Regions from separate parts of the Sus scrofa genome. Here region 2 is linked to region 1. The links are chromatin contacts, called in public Hi-C maps. All regions are on one chromosome and are shown on one strand. Each heading gives the region's core, a stretch centred on a gene start, on an enhancer-like site or on the middle of the called end of the contact. The rest is flanking DNA. Distances are from core to core; before and after follow the strand shown.

Evidence for each region. Hi-C and Micro-C count contacts between places; a contact is called where the count stands out from the background.
Region 2: a Hi-C map of liver shows a contact between it and region 1, with 2.7 times the contacts expected there. The contact joins the promoter of RAB5B here to the promoter of PYM1 in region 1. A contact is called at or near these places in 10 of 47 Hi-C or Micro-C datasets (embryonic fibroblasts, epiblast stem cells, fetal skeletal muscle and 3 more) and 2 of 2 datasets of contacts at active chromatin or transcription factors (alveolar macrophages and skeletal muscle).

Annotation. Positions count from the first base shown.
Region 1 is chr5:21,327,351-21,334,934 of Sscrofa11.1, reverse strand. PYM1 (partner of Y14 and mago) reads left to right here and starts at 5,606. Exons shown (of 4, transcript XM_005663885.3): 1 at 5,606-6,017; 2 at 6,305-6,435. The coding sequence starts at 6,357. DGKA (diacylglycerol kinase alpha) reads right to left here and starts at 3,285. Exons shown (of 24, transcript NM_214032.2): 1 at 3,095-3,285.
Region 2 is chr5:21,368,424-21,376,039 of Sscrofa11.1, reverse strand. RAB5B (ras-related protein Rab-5B) reads right to left here and starts at 2,707. Exons shown (of 6, transcript XM_021091797.1): 1 at 2,584-2,707. It overlaps CDK2 (cyclin dependent kinase 2), which reads right to left. Exons shown (of 7, transcript NM_001285465.1): 4 at 7,517-7,616; 5 at 6,724-6,825; 6 at 5,375-5,578; 7 at 4,037-5,097. The coding sequence ends at 4,993.

The DNA of each region.
Region 1 (7,584 bases), core at 4,357-6,856:
ACAAAGGGAACTCCCTGGGAACACTTAGAAGGGGGTTCTGGGACACTGATATCTGGAGGAAGGACTCCACCCATCTGGCCCTTTTCTATAATCCAGCTTCTACTGCCAACAGATCTAATGAATACATAATAGTCTTATGGCTAATGGGGCCTGTATGGCTTAATTAGCCTCTCTGATTATCTCTGGGGATTCTTAGATGGCTCCAAAGTTCTAGGAAGTGGAAGCTGAGGGAGAAAGTGCCAGGAAGAGTGCAAACAAGGGACGAACCGAGAGAGGACACAATATTTCTCTCTTGCCTCTCTTTTCACAATAACCCTTCCTAGCCCCCCTTAAATGGAGTATACAGCAGAGGTTAAGAGAATGGACTTTTGAATTAGATAGCCATGGATTAGAATTCTGTTTCGTAGAGTTATTTCATCTCCCTGAACCTGTTTCCTCATCGGTAAAATGGGTACTGGAGAAATCAGACACAATGTGGGGATTAAAAAAGGTAATAGATGCAATATACTTAGCAAACTGTATGGCACAGAGAAAGTTATAAACATTAGCTTATTAATATTATCATTATTATTATTATTATACAAGGGTGATACCCAGAGAAACACATCTGGAGACCAGGAAAAATGGTGCCTTTGACCAGGAAGGCATAAATTCTAGAGACCCCCAGCAGCAGTGAAGCCCAGTTGCATGCCTCCCCCGTTGTGTCATATCTCAGGCGAAGACATGTAATATCAGGATCCTGTACTTTGCCTCTAGGAGGGTAAGAAGGCGGCTACAGAAACTAGACTGTCAGGGTCCAAGGACATCCCTGGGCTGGGACTTTGGATATAATAAGGCTCCTGGGGGTTCTTTTAGTAGTCCAGGGCCTTAAAAACCTGGAACAAGTCCAATTTTGTCCTGCTCCATCCCAGCCCTGTAGCGATAACCTGGACTAGTCCAGGCAATGCTAGGTCTGGGAGGGTGGGGTCTGTTGCCCGCCCGCCAGCTATTTGTGACTCACCCTTCCCTCCTCTCCCTGCCCGACCCTACCAACTTGGGATGAGACAGTAAGAAGCTGACTTGGAGGCAGAGAATCCTAGAACATCCTCAGAGATGGGAGGCGCCAACTCTCTTATTTTAGCAGAGGAGGAAACTGAGGCCCAGAGAGACAGCCTCTTTCTCAGGGTTACACCCAAACTCTAGACATTCTGTCCTTAGTCCAATCCATTATATCTCAGTGCCTCTGGTCTTCTAGATCTTATTTTAAACATTAAATGCTAAAATTGCTGGTAACCAAGAGATAAATATGATTTCCACAGCCAGTGCTAACATTTAAAGTTTCTTCTTTCACTTCAAGATTCGTTGCTCACATTCCCAGTCATGTAGGTTTAACATTACTCAAAGAATCAGCTATACCCCTAGACACTCAGGCTGACCCAGCGAGGAACCCCAAGGGGCAGGGCCTCCCCTTTGGGGGTCCAGGCCTGATTACCTGGACTTCTGAATCCCTTAACTACCCCAGGGTTTGCAATCCTCCTCTTCCTGAGGATTGGGGGAGGGTCTTTTTTTTTCCTGCCCATCCCTGCTACTAGTCGTTGGCCCCTGAGAAGGAATCATTTGGCTTGAAGCCTTAAAATCTGTTAAGCCTCCACAAGCATCACAGATGGTAGTGTTGCCTGATAAAGGTGGTGGTGTTTGTGTGTGTGTGTAGGGGTGTCATTGTGCAGTACAGGAGGAAGTTACGATGTTGGCATGGTTGGGGGATGTGGGCTTGAACGTTATGAGGTTGAGGAGATGCCCAGCAATATTTGCATTTCTTCCTCAGTAAATCTCATTTCCTCCATTTAAAGGTGAAAAGTGGGATTGAGACCCAGGTAGTTTCAGAAACTTCCCCGTGACAGGTGTGGAAAGGAGAGGGGTGGGAAGTTGGGGACCAGGAGGCCAAACAAGAGCCCTTCTTCACCCGTGCAGCGCTGCGGAGGTTCCAGAACTGACTTTCCTCCGACTCGGGTCCCTAGGAGACAGCTTCAGCATCCGTCCGTTCGACTGGGAGAGATGGAGGGGAAGGTCTGGGGCGGGGGAAAGCTGCCTACCGGGTTCTGGGCCAGCCCTCCCGCTGCCCCCCGCTCCTGGCGCAAACCCTTCTAGCTACCTACTCCAGCTGTCACGCTTCCTCCTTCTCGGCCCAGCAGCCCTACCCCAACCCGTGGGGCGTCCCCTCCCGCGGCCCCTGCCCGCGCCTGCTCCGGTGCGGAAGGGCGGGAGGCAGCGGGGGGCTCGCGGGGGTCTCTACCTTGCCTGCGGAGGGCGCGCGGTCGGAGCTGGAGCGCCGGCGCGGGAGCTGGAGCCCGAGCTGGGCTGGAGGGGACGGGCCAGGCAGACGCGGCCGCCGCGGGGCCGCCCCGCTCCTGACGACACAGCCGCCCGCCCCCCATCCCGGCCGGCCCGCCCGCCCGCCCGCGCCGGTGCCGGGCGCCCCCAACTCCGTGAACTTCTATTTCACTAGACCCGATTCCCCCTTCCCCGAATATCTCCAGGGCTCTGGTCTGTGCCACTTTCTCCACATTCCTGCGCTACTCAGCTTCCCGCCCCCGTAGCAGCTCTGTTTGTATCTTTCCGATCCCCTTCCCCCCCCCAGTCATTCATAGCCTCTCCCCGCATCCCAAACCTGGGAGGCCAAGATAGGGGGCGGGCCAGCTGATGACACACCTTGGCAGTTGCCCACCCACCCAACGACTCACCTTCTCCTTCCTAACTGCTGCCATCAGGGGACTTCCTCTGCATCCACTATGGATTGAATTCATACTCAGGAGATTGGGCAGCAGCAAGGCCAGAGTTCCAGACCGCACATTCTAAGACCAAACACCTCCCTGCCACCATGGGCTCCACAGAGCTTGACACGACTTGAGAGAATCTGCCCACCTTTGCCTCCAGGTTCCTCACCTCCGTTAAACCCAAACTTCAGATGTGTCATATTTGTTTTCCAAGCCAAGGACACCTCCTTCTCTCAAGGCTCAGATTCTTCCCTTAATTCTGGGGTCGAGAATGCTAAAAGCATGCTGGTCTGTGTCAACCCTTTCTCCAGTGCCCCAACCCTCCAGGCAACCCACTTTACCTGCTAGTCTTGGCAGGTGGTGTAGAAAGCCCTGGCCAGAAGTCTGGGTGAAGAGATCCTTTCGGCTCCTCCCGTCTGGTATCTATTCTGGAGTTAAAGCACTTGGAACAGCATGGATACTGGTAAGGCTGGTAGAGCAAGGGAGACAGACAGAGGCCTAGGGACTTACTGGTAGGAACTGAGGACCTAGGCATCCTGTTCCCTGGCCCCGCCCCAACCTTGTCTAACCCCCTCCTACCCTTCAATGAAGTAACATAAGTAACAAAAGCTTGAGCTCCTGGAATCTTCCCTCTTACTCCTGTTAGTGGAAGAGAGGGGGAGGGGAGAGCTCTGATTGGAAGGGTGTGTGTGCCTGTTGCCTGTTGTGTATGTACACACATACAAACACACATATAATATATACATACTTTTGGTGGGGGATGGAGAGAAGGAATGAATACAGGAGGCCCTCTAGTGGAAACAGAGGGATCTAAGCAGTTCTTGACTGTTTCAAGATAGACTTGTTGGAAGAGAATCCTCCATTTTTATCAGAAATACAGCTGCTGAGTAATAGGGTTTGGAAGTATTGTTGTTGCATCTGAACTGGAGTCTGAAGCAGGGGTTAGAGAGGGCCTCTGCTCCTGTCTTCCCTCTAATCTTAAAAAGACAAGGACATTCCCTCTAAAAAGGACCAGGATCCTGCCACTCCCCATCCTTCCTCTCCCCTTCTTATATGACCTCCTTAGTCATAGAATCATAAGTACTTTTGAAGGCTTATTATGCACCAGGTCTGTACTTAGTTCTGCAGGACATCCAAAGACATAGCCCAGCTTAGGGACCGCACCAAAGAGTGGCTTGCTGTGTGTGGCTGTGCGTGTAAGGCCTTCCCACTGTAATCCATCCTAAACAAACATTCAGTAGAAGTAAGAACAGATCCCCTAGCCCCTCTTCCAATCAGTTTTCTGCCGCTGAGCCCCTCACATAGAAATCCTGGAATGATACTAAGCCTTAAGGTACTCAGCTTTCCTTGCAGATAACACTTGCAGTGCTATCACCCTATGTATGACTTGTGTTTCTTACTCCATCATTCTCAGCTGTGTGCCTACATGAAGTTAAGGATGCTCCTTTTAAGATATTTTTTTAGACTTCAAAGTGGGTCATGAGGTGATTTAGTATGGAATAAGTTGGAATCAGTCATACTCTAGACATGTGTCTTCTTTAGGGTCTGGGCTCCATCATACCCCAGTCAGTTATTGGTTGGGGTGGGAGGAAGAAAGGCCAAGAAACATCTAAGGAGGAGGCGTCTAATGCCTACAGTTCCAGGTGCTCATTTCTTTAATCAACCACATCATAAAAATCAGAAAGAAAGAAACCACAATGAACAAAGGGAAAGGAAAAAACAACAGCCTTGTTCTCCCCAGCCTCTTCGTTCCCCTCTTCCTCCTCAGGGTGGTGTGTGTGGGGGGGCACATCCGGAGTTCAGGGTTGGGTCCCAGGCAGGTCTACTAGGCAGACAACTGAGTTTCATTTCCTGTCAACCCCAGAACTGAGGCAGGATGACTGAGGGCATATAGGGGGCCTAGGATTGGGTGGTCAACAGGAGCCACTTTAGGACTGCTTCTTGCAGAAAGGTCCATAGATTAGCCCACTAGTACTAGTACCAGAACTTCTCAGTACAGTAAGGACCAATGCATCCCACTAGTTTTTACAAGCTTCATCTTACTCCTACCTTTAATCATTAGTAACAGGGCTACGGACAGGATACTAAACCCAGCAGGGATGAAGCACATTTGTTGAAAGAGCAGGGGTTAAAGATGGCAGTGTTAGAACACTTGCAATGACTTTGTATTGAATGCAAGTCAGTTTTTAAATGAGTCTTTTTGAGATCTTTTTTTTTTTTTTTTTTTTTGTCTTTTGTTGTTGTTGCTATTTCTTGGGCCGCTCCCGCAGCATATGGAGGTTCCCAGGCTAGGGGTTGAATCGGAGCTCTAGCCACCGGCCTACGCCAGAGCCACAGCAACGCAGGATCCGAGCCGCGTCTGCAACCTACACCACAGCTCACGGCAACGCCGAATCGTTAACCCACTGAGCAAGGGCAGGGACCGAACCTGCAACCTCATGGTTCCTAGTCGGATTCGTTAACCACTGCGCCACGACGGGAACTCCTGAGATCTTCTGAATTGGATCTCTGGTGGGACTCGGGAAGGTGAAGTATGGGAGGGAAGGCAAGCTGTGACCCTAGAAAACTTCTCAAGTTTCATTTCAAAGCTGTAGCAAGTTCCTGGTCAGCCACTGCTCTTAGGATTTGTTGTTGTTGTTCTTTAAGTGGGAAATGCAGACTGGTGTAAGAGGTGGCCAGTAAGTCCTTCTGTTGGATATCAACCTAAACCAAAGTGGGGGATTTGGAGGAAGATAAACGAGTGAATAAGGAAAAAGCAACATGAGGGGAGAAGGGGGCAGGGCAGACACCTGAGGAGAGGAACCTGTAGCCGGCCCCTCCCAAGCTGCAGGGAAACGAGTTCAGCAGGACTTAGCCCAGAAGGAACGAGATTTGCCGAAAAGAGAGGGGGAGGGAGAACCTTTGGGTTGTCTAAAGAATTGGGAGGCACGGGGCAGGGCAGGGCTGCAGAGGGAGTGACCGCATGGCCCAGATTATTGGCGCATTGCCCTGCTTTGGATCCCCAGTCACAGTGCCTCGGACGAGGTTAATTAGAATACTAACTGGGTCCGCCCAGAAGCCTTCACCTTGCCCTCCTGACCCTGGGGCCAAGCCCGAGAAGGGTCCCGAGTCGAAGGCCGGAGCAAACTGGGGCCGTAGTCACTTCGTCGCCCGAGTCTCCGGGACCGCTCCAGGGGCAGAGCCAGGCCAGGGCTGCCCGCCCAGCCTGGCCCGCCGCCTCCAAAGCCGTAGAAGCCGCGGGCAACTCTGAGGCTGCGGGGACAGGTGACTGACCGGCAGCGTCCTCCGCATTGCACGCCCCTCTCGCGGTTCTCGGTTCGAAGGGTCGAGCTGAGCGGCCAAGGGCAATTAGCACGCGCTTTCGACCTCCCCACCTTCTAAGAGAGGGTCAGTTGGGGTCTTCGCCCCCAACATGGAGCGCCCCAGTGCGTTCCCAGAGCTACGCTGCCCCGCCCCAGGTCCCCCAGATGCTCTGGGACCTGGGTTCAGGCTCGGGCCTGAATATTCTTCCTTTTCTCACTTATTAGCCCCTCCTCCCTTCCTGGGTGCAGGTGGGCCTTGCCCCCTTTTCTCTCGCAGGTCCTAGACGGACGAAGAGTGTCTATGAGGAGAGGAGCTGTGCCTCGGAACTTTTCTCGGCATCCAGAGAACTGCTATATACGCAGCAGGCGCTCACTTAACGGTATCAGTGGCAGTAAAAGAGCCCACGGGCTCTTAGATTAAAGTCTTCCGCTTCTACTCGCTTCCTCCTCCTCCGCTTCAGTCTATGAAATGGTGTACTCTCCCTTTAAGACTAAAATGGTGGCTTGCTGCGATCCACTCCACTTCCGGTGGGGAGGGGGGCGGGACCCCAGCCCGCTCACGCCGGAAGTGGTTTGCGTTTTCAAGATGGCGACTCCCTATGTAACTGACGAGACCGGCGGTGAGTGCGGGAGACGCGGAGCCGCTTCTCCCCGGGCTCTCGGGGCAGGGGTTCGGACTTGGAAAGGGGTCTGTGCCCCGCCCATCCCGGGGCCCCTCCTTTGCCCCGCCCTCCGGACCGCCTTCCCCATTCATTCTCTCCTACGGGGTGTCACCTGCGCCCCCTTCTGGTCTCGTGTTTGGGGGTCTCCGCTTCCGGTCACCCAAACCCAGGGGTCCTTCAGTGCTGGTCTTTGCTCCGGGACCCTCGTGGACCCTTAGCTTTTCTCCAGCAGTTGGAGTCTCTATATCTGCTTTGGGTTCTTCAGCCTTGGGGGGGCTCCTCCACTCTCAGTTCCCTCCAATTCCTGCTTTTCCCCTCTTCCCCTCCCCCATCTCAGTATGCCTGCTTTTTGCCCTATCCCAGTCCCGTTTTAATTCTTTTTCTGAAAGCTATATCTATTGGAGCCCTCCTCATTGCTGCATAGTGCTTTTTCCACTCCCTCATCTTCATCGTTGGGTCATTCAAGTTCAGAGGTGTGAAGGGAAGTGGAACATATTAAAACTTTCAGCTAGAGTTTTCTCCTTGATGGCACCACCCTTCTGTACCTTCTCTGGTGATGGTGACTGGAGTTGAGGGATCTAAGGAGGAAGAAGGCAAACAAGAAAGTGTTTAGTGGCCTTTAGCAAGCCCTCGGACAAATTTATAGAACCCACTATTCCTTATGCATAGAAAAGAATTTCCAGCCTGTCTGATTGAGATGCTTAAGTGTCTCCTGTGTATGTGAGGTTTACGTGTTGAAAACTGAGAATCAAGATTTTCATTTTGGTTGTGTCCCATCCTAATTTACTCATCTTTAGAAAAATGTGCATAGTAATATTTACTCAGTGATGATCAGATAAGATAGTGTATGTGAAAGCGATTTATAAA
Region 2 (7,616 bases), core at 1,458-3,957, 44 kb before region 1:
TGCCACCTACACCACAGTTTGTGGCAACACTGGACCCTTAACCTACTGAGCAAGGCCAGCACATCCTTATGGATACCAGTCGGGTTCTTAACCCACTGAGCCGCAATGGGAACTCCTCCAGATCATTTTTTGAAGGAAAACTTTGATTAAGGAAAAAGTGGAAAAGACAAGAAAGGATGTATAGAAGAAAGTGACAAGATATCATCAGGATGCAGGAAATGGCAAAGCCTAGTGAGGATTTAGAATACAAATACACACATACACATCTACACAATTTTCTCTAGGACTGGCTTTGCAGGAGAGAAAATAAAAGCTCCAGGGGTGGGGTGGGGGGCAATAATCCAGGTTTCTGAGGGCACCGTACAAAGGCTGGGCACATTATAGAGCTTCTAAAGCCAGTAAGGGCAAATTCAACTAAGAAGGTGGTATAGTAAATGTCCCAGCTGTACTGAGATTTAAAGGAAAACTGATTTCAAATTCAGAGAAATTTGGAAGCTTCTTCTATCACTATAGAAAGACAGATACAGGGGCCCCTTAGGAGAACTAGCCTCTTCTTTTGGGATAATGAATGGACAGTCACATACTCTGAACACGCAGAGACCATGAACCAGAAGATAGAAGTCTCAAATTCCTCACTTCGGCAGAGATGCCAATAATTCACTCAAACGAAATGATTCACTGATCTTTCCTGCCCATAAAAGAAAAAGAAGTTTTGGCCATCTATTTGGGCATTTCCTAGAATACCCACTACACAAAGTGTGTTTTTTTTTTTTTTTGTGTGTGTGTGTGTGTAAGGATGTGAGGGATAACCCTGAGCACAACTCTCTGCTTGTCTGAATTTGATAAAAGCAAGACAAAATGAACTGCGAAAGGAGCACAATAAATAACAGAGTATCATCTCAGAAGGGAAACTGTAAGAATGAGAAACCAGAGTTTGGTGGGAACATGAAAACAGAATTGCCTTGGGTGGCATATCCCCCAAAGGGAAGTAAGATTAGTCTGATCTGCTATCTCTTATCTCTGACCTTTCTGGATGAAAGGAGGGAGGTATATGTGGGAGGATTTATACTTTTTATACTTCTGTAAAACTTGAATATTTAAAAATATGTACATATTACTTTTCTAATTAAGAAGAAATGTCGTTACAAAATATGCTGGTATAAAAGGGAAAAAGAGGGAAGTATAATAAGGGAAAATCCAATAAGCTCCAATCTATGGAGGGGACTAATGAGGTCAGTAGAGCATTCAAAATATATGGGAGGAGGGGACTCTCACATCTTATTAAATCCATTTTCCTTTTCTCTACTCACCTCCTTCCCCAAGTGCCTCTCCATCTGACCCAACTTTCTAATAGCTCAGAGACCGGGGCTCCTGAAGAAGGAGACAAAGAACAGGGGTGATGCCAACCTTCTGGAATGGAATTTCTCACTCTTCCCCAAATCCCTTCCTCAGTGATATCACCTCATATTTCCAGGCTTGGTTCCACCTAACCATTACCTGCCTGGGAAATACCCAAGTCCAAGTGCCACGAAAGTTTCCCCAACTATGGTCAGAAGGTCTCTGGATGGCTGCGGGATCCCTAAGTCCATTTCCAGTGCAGAAAATAAATCACTGATTCTCCATTGCTGGGTCAGAGACAAGGTATCCAATAAAGACCACATTATTAAGTAGGAAAGAAAGAATGAACACCCCCAAAGCCGACTTCTTAGCTTTTTCACAGGACATGAAACAGGAGGTAAGAAGAAACAGAGACTGCAGTCTAAAGTGTGTGAACGGCCAACAGTTAGAGAAAAAAAAAATTACTTTTGTCTTCATTGGCTACCCCAGGAGTACCAAAAAACTTCAAGTTACCACATCTCCACACGTAATGGGAACAAAAGCATGAGTTCTCGCAAGACCCTGAGCCTCTAGCTCACCCTTTAGCATTCCCAGCAGCTCCCATAACTGATGCGAGACCCTGCTTCCCTTGCTCCAGTTCCGAGTCTTCTAGATTAAGAAAGCTCTCTTGGCTTGTCTCGGTTCTCCCTCACTGAACCCAAATCCCTGTCGGCTCAACTCTGGAGCACCCTAGTTATTTTTATAATAGTCACTTTGCCCGAAAAGAATGCCTCTTACACAGCTAAGAACCTTTCTCTGGCCCTTCCACTGAGACCTCTCGAGAGAGCCTCAGCCCCGGTTCCCCTCGGGGCCCGGGCGTCGGGCTTGACCCCTCCTCACCTCCCGGCATGGGCTTACCTCACCCGCCGCCCCATCCCATCTCCCCAGCTCCTCCCTCTTCGGCGAGGCTCAAAGAGGCCTGCCCCTGCCCGCACGCGAGCCACGGGCCTCCCGCGCCGGCGCCCAGCCCGGCAGCCAACACCACCCAGCCGCCTTCCCGACTCACCAACTTCGGGCTCCCAGCCCGCCCGGCCCCCTCCTCAGCGCCCCCATTAGGCCTGCTGGGGCCCGGCCCCCTTCTCCCCTCTCCAGTGGGCCACTCCAACCCCTCGCGGAGGCCTAGACCCGCCTCTGCCCTCAGGCCAGGCCGCTCTCCTCTCCGGGGCGCCTCCGCCCCTGCCCTTGCGGGCTCCATCAGCCAGGTACCTGGGGCTCCGTCTCCCCCGTCGGGCCCAAGCCTGTGTCGAACAGACAAACAGCTGCAGCTCAACCAAACCCTCCTGCCCCTCCTCCTCCTCCTCGCCCTGGGGCGGGGGCCCCAGCCAATTGCACGACTACCCGCCTACCACAGAGGGTGGGCTCTGTGCGCCCTAATCCGCCAATCCTCTGGAGAAAGGCGGATCTCTTTCGGCGCTATCACCAATGAGTACGAGAAAAGGACTGGACAGACGGGTCTCTGCACCAATACAGAGAGGGAAACCTTGGAGATGGACGAGGTGAGGAGCCACTAAAGAGTGAGCTCCCCGAGATAGGGGGCGGTACACCACTAACAGGCGTGTACCTCAACCAATAAACTCTCGACATCCTCATGACCCCGCCTTTTGACTCATAAACATCTAATCAGGTGAGCGACGGAGGCGGGTCAAAGTGAAATTTTAACCAGTACTTCGAAAATTCGAGACTTGAATGGCAGGCAAGGCGGGGTCGAAAGGCTTTGGAAGGCCGCTACTGACCTCCGCCCCTCCCCCGTATTCGGCAGGCCTGCCTTCAGCGCCCCGCCCTCTATGACAAATTCGCGGGCGTAAGGGAAATACTTCTCTCCGGGACCTGGAGCCTGGGAATTTAAGTACCCTTCACATCGGTGCTTCCTCCTTTCAGTGGGGCTCCGAAGGGTGGCCCACGGGCAGTCTGAGATTTTTTTTGGTGAGATGAAACAATGGCAACTCCTAGAAGTGGTAACTTGAGGAGGCTTTAGCCCTGTTATAGTAATTTTTCATAAGACGATTGATATATTCTCAATTGTACGTAAATATGAATAAACTACTTTGGAAAACTTTACCGTTTGTGATATGAAACAAAAAGGAAAAAAAGGGGAGCTTCCTGGGAAATGCAATGTCAATGCAAATTCCCATGGAGCCCAGTTCCAAACATACTGCTGCTCCTAAACCCTAACCTTGAAATTCTGGAACTGGCACCTCGTACGTATGTGTATGGGATATATGTCTATGTGTAGGTGTTGTGGGGGCAAGGAGAGATGTAAGTTTGTGGGGAAAGAGAAGTAGGAAATACATAAGCTTCGGTTTCCCTAGCTGTAAAATCAGGGCAATAATTCCCACCTTGCCCACCCTCGGCACTATCCCAGTTGCATCACAGAGATCAAAATGGGGATGGGGTGGGTAGCCCTGCACAGAGATTAGGAAAAGGAGTCTGAAACCAATTATCGCATACATTCATATTCTCTCACACACCATTCTTTCAGTAAAACACAGAGATGAGCTATAAAACTAAGAACTTTTTTTTAATGAATTATAAACTAAATTACAAATAATGTTAACAGCAAGAACACTCAAGGACAAAAGGTTGGAGGAAAGAGACAAAATCATAAAAAGAAAAAAAAATTTTTTAAAAACATTTGCATTATAAACCCCAAGGTGCACAGGGCAACAAATCCACCCATTCCCACTTAAAAAACTACTATAACCTGAAATATAAATATAATTGTTCATCCTTCTTTTAAAGAAATATTTTTTCCCCAATGCCCCCACTCAGTCACAGCCCTAAAAAAGTGTCAGCATTCTCAAAACGATGTCTAAACCTTAACTTTCACTCTTATGAGGGTGGCCTTCAGAGGAAGATAGGACTTAGCACCTGATGAACTAAGACTCTTAAAAGGAAGAGAAAAATTCAAACATTTTTCACTTGCCTCTTAAGGCCTCAGTGAAGCATTGTCTTTGTCCCAGAGCCTCCCAGACACCTCTTGCCTGTAGGAGGGACAGGCAAGAAGACTAGGAGCAACCATTTCTACTGCCGCCTCACTAGCACCGCAGAGACTGGGAGTCTTGAATCTCCCAGACTGTTAGGTGAGATGAAACACTACAACTAGGGCATAAACTGGTTGGATCTATTTTTTTAACCTAATTCTTTAAAACAGGTCCCTCCCTATGTTTCTGTTTTGCTTGGGTTTCAAAAGTTCCAACTTAGCCCCGCTGTTATCAGTTAGCTTTACGCAATGGCTGCAGGAGATTTGGGGTCTCCCAAACACAGAAAATAATTTCTGGGCTTTCAGAGACTGGATGGCAATCCCTGTGTGGTGGGAGGAGAAAGAGTCAGTCTTTTTTTTTGTTTTTTTTAAATACCAGCTCTCATAAGTAACGACTAAGAGGAGGGGGGGAGGGTGGTGGAGGCTGACTTAAGTGCATCTAATACTGAAGCTTCCTTTCAATTTCACCTATTGCTCCCCTCTACCCCCTGTTTCTCCAAAGTTGGCTGGCTGAGAGGAGCAGGTGAGTGCTAAGGCAGCCAGACAAGAACAGTGGGCTAAAAGCCCTGGGCCAAGCCAGATCAGGCCCCCACTGGAGGAGAGGGTGAGACGAGGGGTAGGGTTCACAAAGGCCATCAAAGTCGAAGGTGAGGTACTGGCTTGGTCACATCCTGGAAGAAAGGGTGAGCCAGAGCTGCCTTTGCTGAAATCCGCTTGTTGGGGTCGTAGTGCAGCATTTGCTGGAGGGAGAGATGTATGCTGAGTTCAGTAACGTGATAATGGACTAAATGGGCAGCAGGTATCTTGAGAAATTGGGAAAACAATTCCTTTCACCCAAGGTAGAGTTCCCATTTCCTCCCTCCCTATATCTAACAGGTGCGCCAACAGCCATAGGGAAGCACAAGCTAGGGAAACGCTGAGACCAGGAGTCCAGGGCCTCATTCTTCCTTCACCCTGGAAAAACCCAGCCCTGGGGGAGTAAATGAGAGGAAATGGGTGCCCACTCCCCACTCTCACCGATAACAAGCTCCGTCCATCTTCATCCAGGGGAGGCACAACTTTGCTAAAATCTTGCCTGGCCCACTTAGGGAAACTCGGTTTATAATCAGGCATGGAAGTAACTCCTGGCCAAACCACCTCATCTGGGGTCCCAAGAGTCCGAAAGATCCGGAAGAGCTGGTCAATCTCAGAATCTCCAGGGAACAGAGCCCGGCGGGTCACCTGAAAATGGGGAAAGAGGAAAGGCCGAGACCCACATTGACGTCAGTCACAACTGCCCATTGGATAATGGAGGTTCCCACAGGCAGTGGAAGTTCAGCAGGGCCCCATGACTCCCTCCCCAGGGTCTTTCATGGGGTCAGTCACACAGAGCCTGAGACAATGAAGTCCCTTCATCTGTCTCCTTGCCCCCTCCTTCCTTCCCCCAACCATGGCTTTGCAGATCCCCAAGGCTGGGTGGGGCTGGGAGGGGGTGAATGTCTGGGGTGCCACTGACATGTAGCAAAGGGATCCCAAGCCACTCACGGGGTGTGGGGTAGACACTGCGGTCATCCCCCCTCCTTGTGATGCAGCCACTTCTAGATAGGAGCACAGCGGGCAGAGACTGTGTCTTCCATTTCTTCTGTGTTCCCCACAGCACCTAGCATGGTGCTGGGTACATACTAGGTGCTTAACAAATATTTTTTGATGAATTGAGAGACGAATATGGGCAATTGTAAGATAATGTACTGGGGGATAAATGCACATTATATGTATGTATATATATATATATATAGGCTAATGGTCTCCAAGCCCCCAGTTACAACCCAGATAAGGGACCATAAAACATATGGCTGATTTGATTTGAAAACTCAGCTCACTCCACTGTTGCATTAAAGGGGATGAGAGCTCCCTTACAAGACTGGGCCTTAGGGATCCTTCAATCTGAAAAGCCAGAGGTTGAGGGGGGGTATGATCTAAGCCTGCAGTTTAAAGAAGAGTTGTGAATACAGCGAACACCGTTGGCCTCACCACTGTGTTCCTAGTGCCCTACAGTAAGGTCTACAGGCCAAATAAAGGAGATGCTAAAAGGAACTCATTTTCCCAAATATAAGCAGGCTGAAGCTAAAATGGCTGCAGAAATGATTTAGCTCAGTTTGGAGATAAGACATGAATGCTGGCTGCTAGGGCTGATTGAGGCTAGCCTAACACTGTGGCAGACATTGAGGATGACAGTCCTATTCTTTCCCTACCAACCTCCTTTGTGCTACTCTAGAGGAGGGATCCTGTGATGAGAGAAGGACCATGAGCCTGGGCCAAGAAACAGTACTGTCGTTCCTGAATGTGGGGAGGAGTGGGCCAGGTGGAACTCGGGCATGCCTGCATACCATCTCAGCAAAGATGCAGCCCAGGCTCCAGATGTCCACGGCTGTAGAGTAGTATTTGCAGCCCAGAAGGATTTCAGGTGCTCTGTACCACAAAGTCACCACCTGGGGACAAGAGTAGGGAGGGGAAGGATAGTATATGGGGCATGGAGATTCCAACATCTCAGCTCCTCGACACTACGCTGCTGACTCTCAGCCTCTTAAAAGAAGCTTTTTTTCCTCCATCCTTTCCTTCCCTCTGATGTCCTCTAATAACCGGGACAGCTTCTTGTCTGTTTGTTTTTGCTTTTTAGGGCCACACCCTTGGCATATGGAGGTTCCTAGGCTAGAGGTCCAATCGGAGCTACAGCTGCTGGCCTATACCACAGCCACAGTCATGCCAAATCCTCAACCCACTGTGCAAGGCCAGGGATCAAACCCGCAACCTCATTGTTCCTAGTCGGATTTGTTTCTGCTGCACCACGATGGGAACTCCTGGGACAGCCTCTTATCCTAGAGTAGCCTAGTCCATGGTCCTTGGAACCCCAAATTTTCTGAATCCTCAATTTACAACTTTCTTGGAAGACTTGAGGCAAGCAGTCATAATTTTAATGGTGTACCATCCAGCTCTCCTAGCTTAGTATCTATCAAAATATGAAGTCTGTGCATACTCTAAGACCTCTTGGGGCATCAGAGATAACTTTCCATCTAGTGATAGAGAAACTGCTAGCCAGATATTTTTAGTAACTTTGTGAATGTCCCTGTTAACACCTCACCTCCCAAGAAATTCAGAGAAGACATGCAGAGAGGAGCTCACCTCATGGGTGTATGTACGAACAGGGACTCCAAAGGCTCTGGCCAGTCCAAAGTCTGCTAACTTGATAGATCCTTCTGCGTTGATAAGCAGATTCTGAGGT